2 separate regions of the Anas platyrhynchos genome follow, and region 2 is linked to region 1. Evidence: chromatin contacts called from public Hi-C data. All regions are on one chromosome and are shown on one strand. The core of a region is the stretch at or near the end of the contact, and the rest is flanking DNA. Distances in the headings are between cores, read along the strand shown. Region 1 overlaps EEPD1 (endonuclease/exonuclease/phosphatase family domain containing 1). Region 2 overlaps LOC106015329 (a long non-coding RNA gene).

Region 1 (7,377 bases), core at 2,390-4,889:
ACAGAGGCCGTGGGGCTTGCCCCAGTTCTGGGAGTGGTGGCTCTTGACTCCTCGCATTTCACATGCTGGTAGCAGGCAGGTGGCTGTCACAGGGGGTCACTTTTCAGGGGCAGACAGCTTTTTACCTAGAGTGTGACTGGAGCCTGTGTGCTGCTGCATTCCCACACCCTGGATGCACTGCTTATCCAAAACCACTTAGCACTGAGCTGCAAGAGAGACCATGAAGGCATACATGTAGGTATGATACAGGGACAGTCTGTATAAAAGAGCCCTTGTGCTGTTGATATGGCAGTATCTATTTGAGTTTTGACTTGGTTATGTACAGGATTTAATAAAGAAAGACGATTTTGTTCAGGAAACTTGCAATCTGAAAGGCTCTTTAGAAAAAAAAAAAAAAAAGAAAGCTAGAACTTTATTCCTTATGAGGATTTTGGGGGAAAATGTTCTGACTGAGATTTTCATTTTGATTTTTCTTTACCACATGAGAAGAAGCTCCCCAGAAAGATTGATATAGATCTAACTTTGCGAAAGAAGAAAGGGTGTTTTTTCACGCCCAATGTAGGCCATGAGCTTGTCTGTAGATTTTTACTGTACAAGGGAAGCTGTAATTGTGTTTGCTCTTGGGCTTTGTGGGCAGAACAATGTGATTTAAGAAATGCCCTTCTCACTTCAGCAGAGAATGTGACCTAAGCAAGTATTCTGCAAGAGCTTCAAAATCTGTGTGCCTGTAAGCCCTGAAAAACGGGCACAAATTAAAGTCAGCTGCTGTAGGGGATGCTCTCAGTTGCTAAAACTGTACCCAGAGCAGGCTGATGCCTTTTTCTGAACAAACCATATAATTTTATTTGTCATCTTTTTCTTTGAGCAAAGTTAAATCAGGGCCTTAAGGAAATCAATTTGGAGGAAATATTCAAACTAGTTGATTGCAGATGCTCTTTTTAATAAAGCGGTGGTTTCTGTAGTATTTATTCAGCCCTGCTATATCCTTTGTGCTGTCCACTAGGCAGCTGCAACCTGGAGATAAGTTAACTCTTTTGTTGGTTTACAGTAAAACTCCTAACTTCATTTTTTTCCCCCGTGGTTGCTGATTTATGTTATTTAAATGTTAGAAAACTCATTCAGCAAATGCATGCAGTTTAAAGGCAGCAGAACAACATCAGGAATGATAATTATTACTGCTGTGACTTACTATGTGTGTGTGTTATGATTTCACCTAGCCTTCAGTCCAGAGCAGAGCTCCGTTCTCAGGCTGTGCAAATGCTCTGTGTGCCTCGTTGTTTAATAAACCAGCACAGCCCTAGCACTGCTTGAAGCTATATAACGACCAGTGATGCAGTACACACAGCATCTTGAATAAGAAGTTCCAGCAAATCTCTACATTTCAGAAAAGTTTCTTAAAGGATCTTAACGGATGTGCCAGACATTTTCTCTTTTGAGTGTGAATGCCTCTTGGCTTTCCAAGACAAGAAAGATTGCTTTTTGCGTTGTGTGTACTTTAGAGGTAAATGCTTACAGCTTCAGCATCCAGGGTACTGAACTTACAGACAAGGCAGTTAGTAAAAGAGCAGGTTTTGATTTTTCTTTTTGAAACAAAAGATGAAATAGACATGTGAATAAGAACAAGTGGTAAGTTGGAAAGGGGGTAGCCATTCCCCGTTCCAGTAAGGAGAACAGCTGTCCCATCCTTTGCTGATACCCACATCAGAAACGTTTATATCCATGCAGATTTGCACCACAACTGTTCAAACTGTGTTTGGCCAGAAGCATGACCCACCACAGAGAACCATCACTGAGGTTATTGTGTTCCTTGAAATCCTTCTTTGTTAAATCGCTATTTCTGTTGGGCTGACATTTGGGTTACAAGCTTTTGTCTGAAGATGTTTTTTCACTGCGAAAACCTCTGTTTCAGTGCAGCTCTTCCAGTGTCAGATAAATTAAAGAAAAAAAAAAAAAGAAAGAAAGAAAATGCACATTGAAAGTCTCTTACTGTTTCACAGTGATTACTTTTTAATAGCTTCTTTCCCCGAAGCCACAGCTGCTGTGTGCATGCACTTCTACACAGCCAGGGTGTGCTGATGCCTGGTGTCCCTGCCAGCATCCAGCTGGGGTCTGTCTTGACCTGACAGTAGCTTTGCAGAGGGCTCAAACTCCTCCTATTAAGCTTTATTCTGAACCCCCTGGCAAAAAGTATTTCATAGCATCTGCATAAAGGGGATCCAGGTTTTCCAAGGCATAGTCTTTTTTGTTGTTGTTGTTAAATTGTTATTTCCAAATTTTTGGAAATTGTTATCTCCAAATTTGTTAAATTGTTATTATCCAAGTGGATGTGGGGTCTTTTCCAGGGTGTCCACAGTCCCAGTACCCTTGATCTGTTGGATGTTACTGCACAGTCTTTATAGCTCTGACCATATGCCTGGCAGTGTGAATGTGTCCAAGTTCTGTGGCTGTACAGCAATGTCCAGGACAACCAGCATCTCTGGGGAGCCCCAGAAAGATCTGCTATGTGTGAAAATGTGCAGCCAAGCCCTTCCTGCACAGGGAGTCTCAGGCATCCATAAAGCATCTGTCATACCACAATACAGCTGCATATGGTGCATATGGTGGTATTACAGCATGTATATTGTATATGCATGGCTGCAAAATGCCACGTGAAGCAGCAGCATTTCTATTGCCAGCATCTCTGGAAAGGCTGGAAATGTTACGCACAGCTCCTGCAGTAGTTTACAGGGTTTGTGTCTGCTATGTGTTTTATGCTGGTAGTTTATTACTTGCCCATTGAAATGCAGATGTTGAAATGCGCCCTGTAGCACTGAGGTTCTCCTTCCTCTGATTTATCACCCCTTGCAGTACCCGCAACGTGCCCTCGGGCACATTGGCTTGTTTGAGGTTTCTTAGCCTGAGCTCTCAGCTTCCTCGACTTCACCACACCGACTCATTGCTTCTTTACAAACAGCTTTTGAACCGTAACCCCTCAAAATCAGTTTGTCAGCTGAGTACTGGCTGTTGGGTCTATCCTCCACCCTTCCTTCGGCTTCTTCCCCACGGCCGAGGGGAGAGCAGCCAGCCCTCCTACATAGGGGCTTCCTGCCCCTGACAGCCCCCCTGCTGCTCTCCCAGCGGCACTTTGTGGGAAAAGAGCCTAAGGGAGAGACTTAGGCACTTTTAGAATATGTTCTGCTTGCCATGTTTGTGCCATTTTAACCCAATCTCCAAATAGTGACGAGACCCTGGGACAGGTCCCAGACCACCTCCTGCGCAAACTTTCGGGGGGCAGAGGTTTTGTGTTCCTCATGTCTGCTCAGTGTGCTTTTGTGCTTTCTGGGTTAGCCGGCTTCCCCTTCCAGGGCTGGCCTAGGCTATTGTGCTGCTGAAAAATTTGAGCTTAAATTTTGTAGCTAGCATAAACTGGTGCAGCTTCCTTGACCTCAGATTTGTAGGTGGGCTTTCATTTAACATTTCAGTAGAGACGATAGCCTGTGTTTCACAGCATATCTTATCAATGCCTCTTTGCGTGCTTTTTGCAGGTTTTTTTAAAGCCCTAGGAAGCTTATCTTTTTTTTTTTTTTTCTCTCTCTCTCTCTCTCTAGTTTTGTATGGAGCTGAACCAGCCAACGCTGCCAAACATCCGCAAGTGGAAGGGCCCTAGAGGATGTTGGAAGGGTGTTGTTTCCGAAAAACCCTCAGGCCAGCTACATAAGGTACATTAATCCCTACGTTTGAACTTTTGCTTCAATTTTTTTTGCCTTTAACCAAGGACATATTCTTAATCTGTTTAAGGCAAAACATTTTGCAAATCCTTCTGGCAAGGTTTGCAGCTTTTTTTTTTTTTTAAAGCTGACTCTTCAAATGGCATTCGGTTTGACTGTGCTATTGATTATTTGGAAGAGTTGTTCTCCCCCGTCCGTGGCATACTTTTAAGGAGGAAGGTGTCCATGTGTTTAGGGGAGGTATGACAGATAAAAACAGTACAGAAATACAGAAAAAAGGCTACACTGTAGGACAAGGAAGGAGCCCATTGTTTTGCCCCTTACATGCTGCAGTACTTCTGATTTTTTTCTGCTGGTCAGCTGAGCTTGCTCTGTTATACAGCACTGGCTGGAATTTGGAAGAGCTTCCAGTTTTCCTAGTTTACAAACGAAGACCCTACAGAGGAGCTGCTCAGCATGCCGTCCTCGTCTGGCAGAGGAGCTTATCGTGCACATTCCCTAAAGTGCCATACAAGTATCTTTGAAATATGCCTTGGACTCTATTGAAAATCAGCAATTTCATCCAGATAGGGATGTAAGGATGAAGGACTCCCCAGATTATGGGAGAAATCTGTGGCCAAACTAAGAATAAAAATGTTACTTACTGACTCTCCCTTTTAGGTGCTTTTACAGAAGGGAAGTCTGGCTATGCTACAGCACCCTACACTAAGCCAAAAAGCCTTTTCTACCCCTTAGGTTAGTTGATGGGTTCGTTAGGTTTGAACATTGTGCACACAAACACAATGCAATGAAATAATGCAGTGGTACTCCGAATGTATAGCATCTTTGGCACAGAGCGATCTCAAGACACTCTGCAGGGCTAAATAAGGCAAAATAGTGGTTGGTGCATAGGTTTGTGCTCCCACTCATCCCAGTCATTTGGCCTTCTACCAAACACTGATATTGGCCACTGGGTTGATGGAAAATCTGGAGCTAGGGAATAGAGGGGGGCTGCTGACATCTGTTTTATTCTTCTACATCTTTTCTTGTAGCCTACTTGGTTTTCAGACATTAAAATACTGACAAAATTATTCCACCAGTTTCAAGTCTAAAACTGGCCAAATGGGCTACAGAAGGATTTTAGCCAACCTTAATACTTTCTTTCAAGGCTCAGTGGAAGACAGCAGAGCATATAATACTTGTTTTTTTGCAACTGAAATGGAAGACGTTTCCTTGAGATGAATTTAACTATGATTCACTAAGAGAAACAGGTTTGAATGATACCAAGGCAAATCCTGTCTGTGCGATGAGAGGGGAGGCTTGACAGGCTTTGAATTAGATACTGCTGCTGGTGTAATGAGTGCAGCTGGGAATGCCACGGTCCCAAGTAGTCTAAAAAAGCATGAAGGATGATAGACACCGGGATGAAAGGAGTGGAGAACTGAACATGAAGCACTTGAGCTACAAAAGAGAGAGAGAAGATTGACAGGGCTGAGAGGTCTAGACCAGATGTCGTGCCAAGAGGCTGAACGAGCCTGGATATTTTTAGCTCGTGCACGACAGAAGTCTGCAAGATCGCATATGGTGTGGAGAGAAGGAACGGGAAAAGATGGCTTGCAGCAGTGTGCCAGTGCTGGGAAGAGCCTGTCAGGGCAAACACCAGCCTCTGCACACCCCAGCTTCCCTTATGCTCTGCTTGTAAATGTCTGCCACTGGCAGAGATGGGATGCTGGAGACATAGGCTCCTGCTCAGGGTTAGGCAAAAAAAATATCCTTATTTTCTGATGGGCAACAAGCTATCTTATTATTGACCACACTGAGAAGAATCAGATTCCTTGCCAGAAACAGCAGGAAATGAAGGACATGTATCAGTCCATACATGCACACAGGAGGCTGCACCTTTATCTCTTGCTGCTGCAGCAGTCCTGAATGCACTCTACCTGTATAAGATAAAGCAGCTTATTAAATTGTTGGCTGGGGCACGCAGTGCTCAGGTTGCCTGGGTGTCTGATAGCCAGCATGCAAGTGCAAGTGGCAAAGCAATGTGCATTTCAACTCGGTGTGCTCGGCTTTCAGTGAAGCCATTGGGGCTGCCTGTTCCTCCCACACCTCCTGGGGGTTTTGGCCAGGGCAAAACACAGGAGCTTTTCCGCCAGTTCTTGTTATCTCCTACGGGTAATCTAGGGTGCTGTTTCTCCCTTACACCTGTGCACAGCAAGGTAGACTTCCTACCCTCAGCAGGTGCCAGGCCAGGATAGAAACTTTTTCCCACCTCTGCGTATTTTGGGAGTGATGTACACCACTCCAGTACCAACAGTGACACTGAAGTACTGAGACATTTGGGTGAAAGTTTCATCTAGGAGACTGCATTTGGGCAGAACATTTTGTTTTTACCATCTTTTTTTTTTTTTTTCCTGTTCTCTTGTTTTAATTGCAGGGAGTTGAATACTCTGGGTTCCTCTGGGATACGACAGCTGGCATTGAGCTGAAAGATGCCTCTTCTCAGGAGAATGTACAGACTAATGGCAATGGGAAGCATTTGTATCCTCACCCGTATCTTGCACGTTTCAAGGTAACTCATTTGTGCCAACAGACCCTTGCAGAGATGAGCTTTTATTTAAAAAAAAAAAAAAAAAGGACAAGAAGTTGGAAAGAGGCACAGTCTACTAATAGATAAAAACTTGCACAAGACTAATCCATTTCATCAGATCAACACTCTGTCATGGCTTGATTAAAATAAAGTGCTTAGTGGGCCTTGATAGGTAAGGTGGATCACCAGGATCATTCCTTCCCCCTGCTACTGTGGGAGAGAGCCATGCTGCAAGGGAGCATTTAGGTATGTGTGTGTGGGGGGTGGATCTTCAGTAGTGTCTGCAGTCTGATAGAGTGACAGCAGTCACCTGTCACCTTCCCTGGCTTTTGGAGAGGTGAGTGAGTATCCAGCAGCAGGCAATCACAGCTCCGTGGTTCTGGTCAGTGCCATATATCAGGGGTGGAGATGGGGTGAGTGTAGGCAGAATGGATGTTTACAGAAGGTTTTGTGCTCCTGAGAGGCTCGGGGCTGATCTCTTACATCACTGACATAGCGTAGAGTTTCCATTTTAAGGCTTCTTCACTAGGCTGCACCCATGTACAAGAAAGCATTTTGGAAACTGACTCTTTCCAAGCTGTTCTGCATATGCTTGAGTGAATGTACAACCCCTTTCTCCATACAGGCTGTGGTGGAGAGTTCCAGTTTGGTGAATTTGACATCTCTGGTAATGCTTTCAGAGAAGTTTCTAATAAATATAGACAAGTTAAATTAGGAGTAAGTATTACTTGTGCCATGCAATGAAGTGAGTCCCAGAAAGTAAGAAGATTGCAGGGAGCCAACCGCCCATTTCAAGGTGCATTACATTTCATGGCTGATCTCTGTGACAGGCCAAGGCCAATCGTAGGAGAGTAGTAATTAGTCCATGTAACAATGACAACATTATTTGTAGCTTATTAGTGGTTTTGCAGTCAGATTCTCACTGCAACTGCTGTGGAAAGAAGCTGTGTGCTTATGAAAATCAGTTTCCCCAGAACTGTAAGGGTATTAGGCTGTTGCAAGAAGAGGTGCAAAATGTGTTCCCTGTCTTCCCAAAACACCAAGACAAAACAAAATACACTGTATGTGGAGCGAAGTGGGTCCTAGTCACCAGGATTTAGT
Region 2 (7,377 bases), core at 3,142-5,641, 200 kb before region 1:
TAAAACATTCTGGAACTTCCATGGAGACTTATCTGATGCCACCTATATATAATGACCTAGATTTTAAAAACAGTTGGGAAGCAGACGCCTGGAAATCTGCTGTGAATTTTAACATTTTCCATACAAAGATTGAGTGTAAACCTGCAGCTTGTTTTCCCCTTGGAAAGACTAAAATGCTTTCAGGACTTCTCAGATGCGTAATTAGGATCATCTTGTCTGGGACATGATCGCGAAGTGACAGCAGGGTCATCCTTTTGCTGCCAGATTCCCGTCTTAAAGGAGTTCCCGGTAAGCACAGGTTTAAAGTTATTACTATCTAATAACTGTCTAGTTGTCTGTATGGCATAGCTTACTATGTTTAGTAGTCTGCGTGTCAGAATCCCAAAATCCACCGGCACCGTTAGTACCTTCTAGCTGAGTTATCACAGTTACCAGCAAATTAAGTGGCAAAGGGAAAGAATTGCTTTGCCAAGACGAAGCACTCTGAATAAAGCAGACGTGATGGTTAGGATGAAGCAATTTGTGATGGCTTCCCCTCTCCTCAGATTAAAAGGCTTCAGTCATCAGGTTTGTCTTCCCAGCAATATCCCCTGGAAGTCATTCAACCATCCAAAGCACGGACTATGTGAAGTGGCATTTCTAGAGTTCAGCAGGCAGGCTGCCAAAAGAATCTCTTCTACTCCCATTTTAACATAAATTTCTATGAGTTGGGGAAATCAAATTAAGCAATCATACAAAAGAGAATTGCTGGCAGAAAATATTTGGGAAAAGGAAACTGAAATGCCTCCTTTTGTATTTTAAATAGGAAAAATATGCCAGAGCCTCATAGGCTCAGGGATCAAAAGGTCAGTAGAACAAAAAGTAGTAAGCCTAAAAAAAAAATAAATAATCTAGTAGGAGGAAAAAAGGAAATTTGTAAAAATAAGCAAAAACAAGTTAAAGGGTAATTAGTGAGATAAATAATACTGAATTCAAAAAAAAAAAAAAAAGTTTCAGCTGACAGCAAAGGGACACAAACATGTTTTTAGTGGAAGCCAACCAAAGATAACTAAAAACTGGTCCATGGGAGCATAATTGACTTGATTGTCACAGCTATTTAAAGATGAGCTTTGAGGTTATGAAAACTTGTGTGATACTGCTGAAAGGCCTCATTAAAATAAAGCAGGCATTTCTGCTGACTGCTAATGAGAGTTTCCTAGGAGAAAGTTTGTTCCTGAAAACCTTTCTGCAGAGCTTTTGGAACCCAGTGTATACACGCAACCAGAGGGAAGCGGATTTACTATCTGCACTCTTCTCCCACTGTTTCATCAAAACCTTATTGAATTCCAGCCTGTTTGTAAAATCAGTGCTCATTGTAATACCCTGCAAGGCTCTCGAGTGCAATCCCTATTACACAAACAAGCATGATTTCAGACACAACAATTATGTCTTGAGAAATATCAGACGAGATAATCTTTCCCCAGGACAAACGGAGACCAGGAAAGATAAAAGACTATAAAAATGTGTTACCCATTTTAGCAGATGCCAAGGAAAATTCTGCATGATAGTAGGAATATTGACCATAGTCAGGACGAATCTTAAAGCCATTACTGCTGTGCAGAATGATGCACTAGCAGACGCGTGCTGTGAATCGGAACATACCAGATGCTTGTTCAGATGCGTCTTTGTAAAAATGAAGTCTAGCACAGTGAATTTTACAGCTTCAGCTTCTCAGAAGAGCATGCTTTGAACTACTGCCCATAAATATTTGGTGGTTACTCTTGCAACTCTTCTTATTTCCTGGCAGGAGACCTAAGTATGGGATGGTGTTCCTTGAGTCTGTTCAAGTCCAGCATCAGAGGAGACTTCTGCCTGATTTATGCCAGCCCAGTGGTAGAACACATTTTTTTTTTGGATGAGGCAAGCATTAAGGACTTGTGAGTGGCAAAGGGTTGGACCAGGTGGAAACAGGCAGGCCTGCAGCCCTGCAGAGGATACACACAGCCTGAGCAGAAGGGAAGCAAAAGCTAGGGATGGGCAGAAAACCAATAGTGCCAAGACCTAGTGCTTTAACATCACATGAGTAACATCTAGTAATTTTCACTTAGCTATACGTGCTTATGACTGAATCACATAAAAATTTTGCCAAAGCCTCGTGTCCTTTAATGCACTTTTGCAGTGGAGAGTTTCCACTTCAGAAAAGCCAACATGGTGCAACTAATTTTTTTCTTAACTGCAAATAGAACTAAACTTTTTTTAGTGTATGCTGTAGTTTCCAGAATGATGGTTATAACCTATCATATATTCCAACTTTAATGATAACTCAGGAGGTAGAAAAGCCATACCCACTTCTCCATCCAGAAGGATGAAGATTCAACTGTCTCATTCCTCACCGAGTCATCTGCCCAACAACTTATAGTTCATTCACCCCACAAACATGACAAGAGTCAATCCCCACAAGTTAAATGAACCACATCCTCTGTGAATATACCGGCCCCCAGCCATCTGCAGAAAGCCTGAGAAAACAGAGGCGGTAGCGTAACCCAGAAGGTCAGTGAACTGATGCTGTCGGACCCGCACTGCTTTGGAGTCAGAGGGAAAAGAAAGGACCTCCAGGCTGTGAGCTTTATGGGGCAGTTACTTTTCTAGCTATAGCTGTACATTCAGCCTAAAGGTGATTCAGGGCTATGTTAAGTCTTCAGCTTTTCACACTTATTTGATATTTCCTAATTACGATTCCACTCAGTGACAGGCAGATTGAAATTCCTATGATCCCTGTTGTAGTTGTTTTGCAGGCTTCCTTTATCTGCATAAACATTTCCTGTCCTGCTTTCTCATCCTCCCCCAGTGCCCTATAATGGCTTCCTATTACATCTTTTTTACCATTTCTTTCACTCGGGTCCAAATTATTTTTCACTGGTGACAGCTCTGCCTGTGATATTTCTTGCTTTAGAAATACGTCACAGCTTCTCACCAAGTGAAGAGGCTTTCTGTGTGCTAACAAATGTTTTAGGGAAAAAAAAAAAAAAAGAAAAAGAAAAAAAGTGTAGTTTGATGTTTAAAATTCTTGACTGCATCTGAATTTGACCAGAGCTCGAGTGCATCTGGGTCATTGTATTCTTTTGGTGGCACCGCTCTCCTCTGCATGCTCACAACACAGTGTTCTTGTTGCACAGGAGATCCTCCGAACATTAAAATAAACTTTCTTTTATCACTACGTTTTCCCAGAAGACTGCTATGCTGGCATTTCAACCCTGTTGCAAGAGTTGTTCTTTACATACAAGTTATACATCACACCCTTTTGTAATAGATGTATGCGACTCTTTTTTACAGCTGAGTAGGTTATTATATGTGCAACACCCTTGGTGTGCTTTCGATACTGTGTAGGTGCTATAATGCTCTGGGCTTTATACTTCATGCTATAATGGTTGGTCTGCACAGCACAGTACAGAGAGCTAGGTATAAAAATTCAGGTGGAGCAGCGAGCACGCTATGGAGCTTGCAGCCTGGCTGCGAAAGTTACAGACCATGCAGCAAAACCCAAGGGAAAGACCAAGGCCATATAGTGCCAGCCTGAAAGTCAGATCACTACTGTCAAGTCAGAGTCAAGCCAAAAAAAAAAAAAAAAAGGAAAGGAGTGTTAGGAAGGAAAGTCTGTGTTATGGGGAGTAGAGGAGGCAGTGTGTCTTGAGGAAGTCCTGGGAAACAAGCCTGAGTGATGTTTGTCCGCAGCCTCATTGCTGTGCTCTAACCCAAAAGCATGCCTACCATGACAGCTGCATTCATTCAGCTCTGCTCCCTCTCCCTAGTGGCCTTAAAACTGTATCAGTCACTTTTACAGGCTTTGCTTTGCATTATCTTCCTCTCCAGACATAACATCTATGTATATTCCCTAGCTACCACCACTGGTCCTGTCTTCCTTGTCAGCTCTCCCAGCCTTCTGTTTTTTCTGTGCCTTCCATCTCGGGTGTTATAGCCTCCTGCATTTAATCTGCAGCACGTTTTGCTGCCAGTCACCTAAACCATACCTCCACCCCAGCCAAAGGGGTTCTCCCAGTAACATTAAAGGTGACTCGGGTTCTCTTTTATGCTTTTTGCTGCAAAAAAAATTTGAAGCCTGGTCATTTTGAGCTTCCTTGAAGGCCTTTCATGAAATACTGGTTTGCAGCATGTAACTGCATCCACCTTCTCTGCAATGGTGAGGGGCTGCATCCTATGCACCTGGCAGGTCTCAGTTCTTACGTAGAGATTTCATTAGTAAGCTCATCACTAATTCATACGCCTTCCTGTCATAACTGTCATTGTTGTGCATGGCCAACAAATAAAAGACAGAGTTTTCTGCATTGCTTCACTAAAACAAGGGCCAGTTATATCCCAGACAGGAGAGGAGAGAGGCTGGGGCCACCCTGTAACCCCTTTGCAGTATGCTGTATGTGATTTGAGAGGAGCCTGCTGAAAATATGGCTTCCAACAGTTCTGAGGACTGGATGGCTGTCATGCACCTACCACAGCTCTTCTCCTTAGAGGAATTAGCGGATATAATATAGTTAAAGTGGGGGATGAGGGTGATAGTTTAGCAGGCAGTATGTCACTGCTTCTGTTGAAGGAAGGCTCGAGTAAACAATATGCATTTTGCATCTTTTTTTTTTTTTTTTTAAATCAAGCAGTGATCTTCTGCTATTTTTTCTTTTTATTTCTTTGCCAGATGAATTTCTGTCACAAATGCATGTTCTTCACACGCATTCTCCTCCACTCATCTGAGTTTCATTTCAGTCGTGACCATTACTTCATCTCCTCTCAGCAAGTACCCTTGGAGTGGCAGGGAGGGAAATGCAGTCCTTAATGGGGCTGCAGCCTGTCCCGTGGAAGGCTGCACAGAGAAAGATCATTGTTCTGGCTGAGAGCAGCTACAGCATGTGGAGTCACTAAGCTGTGGGGAAATATTCCGATGCGGTCCCATTTGCCTTTGCAGCTCCAGAGATGCACGGCTGCACGGGGGACCGGGTAACACTTCTGAGCAGCTTTCTGGCCAGTTTAAAACGTAGAGCATCCCTATCTTCCACCTGGAAATAAAGAGCTGCGGGGATGGATGCCACGGTCCCAGGAAGGAGGTTGGTAAGATGGGAGTTGTGTCAGATGGCTTTAAGGGTGTCCGAGCAGTGGTCAGCATGAAGCACGCCCTGAATGCTGATACCCATGGTAGTCTCTCATCCATAATCTCTCCTTAGCAACTGATGGAAGGAGGGGAAAGTCGTGATTTCCTAAACGGGCTGTACCATCTGTCAGCGCTACTCATCCTTTCTTCAAACTTATTTTGAGTTAGCTTTTTCTCTCCTTCTGACATTCGCTCTTCCCAGGCTTGGCTATAGCCTGGTGAGTGTGCTGTTCAGTACAAATCATCAGGCGCATGTAGCTGTTCACCTCTGAGGTCTGAGGTATCTCATCAAGTGACATCCCACCAACACCAGTATTGACAACTGGCTTTCCATGAGGGGACGTGGAGCAAGTCGGATAACCACTGTGGCCCTCTCCGATGTTTCTGCAGGGAGTGCAGATAGTTTTCATCTTCAGAATGACCCCACTGATCCCTGAGAGCTTCTGTGGAAAAGCAGCAATATCCTAAATTCATTTGTGTCAAAAGCTGCTGATAGACCTCACAGACTTTTACCAGAGGTAACAGGATCATATTCCACAATGGCCTTCAACCATGCTAAGAAAAAATTGGATTCTTGTGAATGGGGGGGAATTACTAAAACTGGATTATTCATATTTTTTTCTTACTCAAAAAAAGAAGTGATTATACAACGCAACAAATATGATTCTTTTATATTTAAATGTGATTCATTTATTGAATAACATCTGGATTACGTCTGTGTGAAGAAATTATGCATTTGTGTTTTTTTTTTTTATCCCATGCCCGTTTTATTAATTTTTCTTATGCATATATTTTTTTTTTGGCTCTTTATTTTCCTTTTGCTGTCAGTAGGGCGTTATTTTAAAGTTTTAGTTTTTGGAATTCCTCTCTCTTCAACAGCGCAGTAACCCTCAAGAGGTTAAAATGACATCCTCATACAATCAGCATACTAGACCCAGCCAACCAAAGCAAAGCAGTGTGCAGATTCAGGACAGAAATAAAATATGCAGCAAGCTCCCGAGGAAAAGAATAAAGAAGTTAGTATGGCAAACAGTGAGAAACTAAACAAACACATTCAAAACACAGCCCACGAGGGAAGCAAACATGCACCGAGTATAATGAGGAAGGAAAAGTCAGGCTAGGGCCATCCCTCACTTGTTGGCAACACATGAAGAGAGTCAGCAAATGCAAACTGCATGCTTTTCTCCAGAAGGAAAGGCTTGATTTTCAGAAGCACTTCTGAGGACAATTTTCTGCTTCCCGCTAGGAAGAAGATCACTTTTTCAAGGTCAGCCTCTGCAGAAAGTCAAGGCGAGTACTGGAGTGTTGGTTTAGTGCTGTGTTTTCTGAGGAAAAAAATTATTCCCACTAACTGGGGGTAATTAGAAAGGAAGAAAGCATTACAAATTACCCGTGGAACTTACTTAGAAACTTATCTTTAGCATTGTATTATGTGCCGGCAGCAATAAAGCGGAAGAAACTCAGTGCTGGTGGTTCAAGAGGGGAAAGCTGGAACAGGAAATGTCAGGAACAGCTAATGTGGTGTGCAGCCAGTCAAAGCACAAATCCCAATACATGGATGTTATAGATGTATCTGGAGCAACACATACACATGTACATACATGCATATGTATGTGCATACCTCTGCTATGTAGAATCATAGGCAAGAGGCAGGAAGACAGGAGAAGAGAGCATCCTAAGTGCTCCGGTCCCCTGTTCACACATTAGACTTCTTTTAGCCCACCCACACAAAGCCCTTTTTGTCTGTGTTGCTACTTTCGAAAAATCTGACGATGCGTCCTGGCACATGGGAAAAAGCTAGTGGTTTGCTAAAGCTCTTAGGGGGTTGGTCTGCTTTTTTAATCCATTGTTAGATGTGCTCAGAGGCTGGGAAAATAAACATATTTTTTATATATTTTTCAAATTGCAATCAAAATAAATAAATAGCAAAAAGGAACTCACTGGCAAATGTACATTATCTATGTGCTGTTACAGTTCTGCTAGCAAGCAGAGTTTTTCAGAGGGGAGCAGCCAAGACTAAGGGCTTAAAAGAACAAAGCAGCAGAAATAAGAGAGAAGGGAGCTCCAGCCAATGCCTCCAGCTCAAGCATCTAATTCATACAGAATCTTTCATACAGAATCACAGAAGGGCTGAGGTTCCTAGGAGAGATGCTCCAGTCCATTGAGCATCTCAGCGACCCTCCATACAACTCTCCCCAGTATGTCCAGGTCTCTCTTGTACTGGGGGTCCCAGAATTGGACCC

What was found. A called contact is a pair of places that touch in the nucleus more often than the background predicts.
Region 2: a Hi-C map of skeletal muscle shows a contact between it and region 1, with 1.8 times the contacts expected there. The contact joins two enhancer-like sites. A contact is called at or near these places in 2 of 8 Hi-C or Micro-C datasets (skeletal muscle and subcutaneous adipose tissue).

The regions. Positions count from the first base shown.
Region 1 is chr2:97,011,878-97,019,254 of IASCAAS_PekinDuck_T2T, reverse strand. It overlaps EEPD1 (endonuclease/exonuclease/phosphatase family domain containing 1), which reads left to right. Exons shown (of 7, transcript XM_038174923.2): 3 at 3,588-3,698; 4 at 6,124-6,258. Among named protein-coding and RNA genes, the nearest start is that of MATCAP2, 44 kb to the right of the region's middle. Within about 2 kb of position 3,639, at least 1 of the 8 cell types and tissues checked has an H3K27ac peak or open chromatin away from gene starts, as enhancers often do.
Region 2 is chr2:97,214,210-97,221,586 of IASCAAS_PekinDuck_T2T, reverse strand. LOC106015329 (a long non-coding RNA gene) reads left to right here. Exons shown (of 5, transcript XR_011806822.1): 2 at 4,952-5,090. Among named protein-coding and RNA genes, the nearest start is that of HERPUD2, 15 kb to the left of the region's middle. Within about 2 kb of position 4,391, at least 1 of the 8 cell types and tissues checked has an H3K27ac peak or open chromatin away from gene starts, as enhancers often do.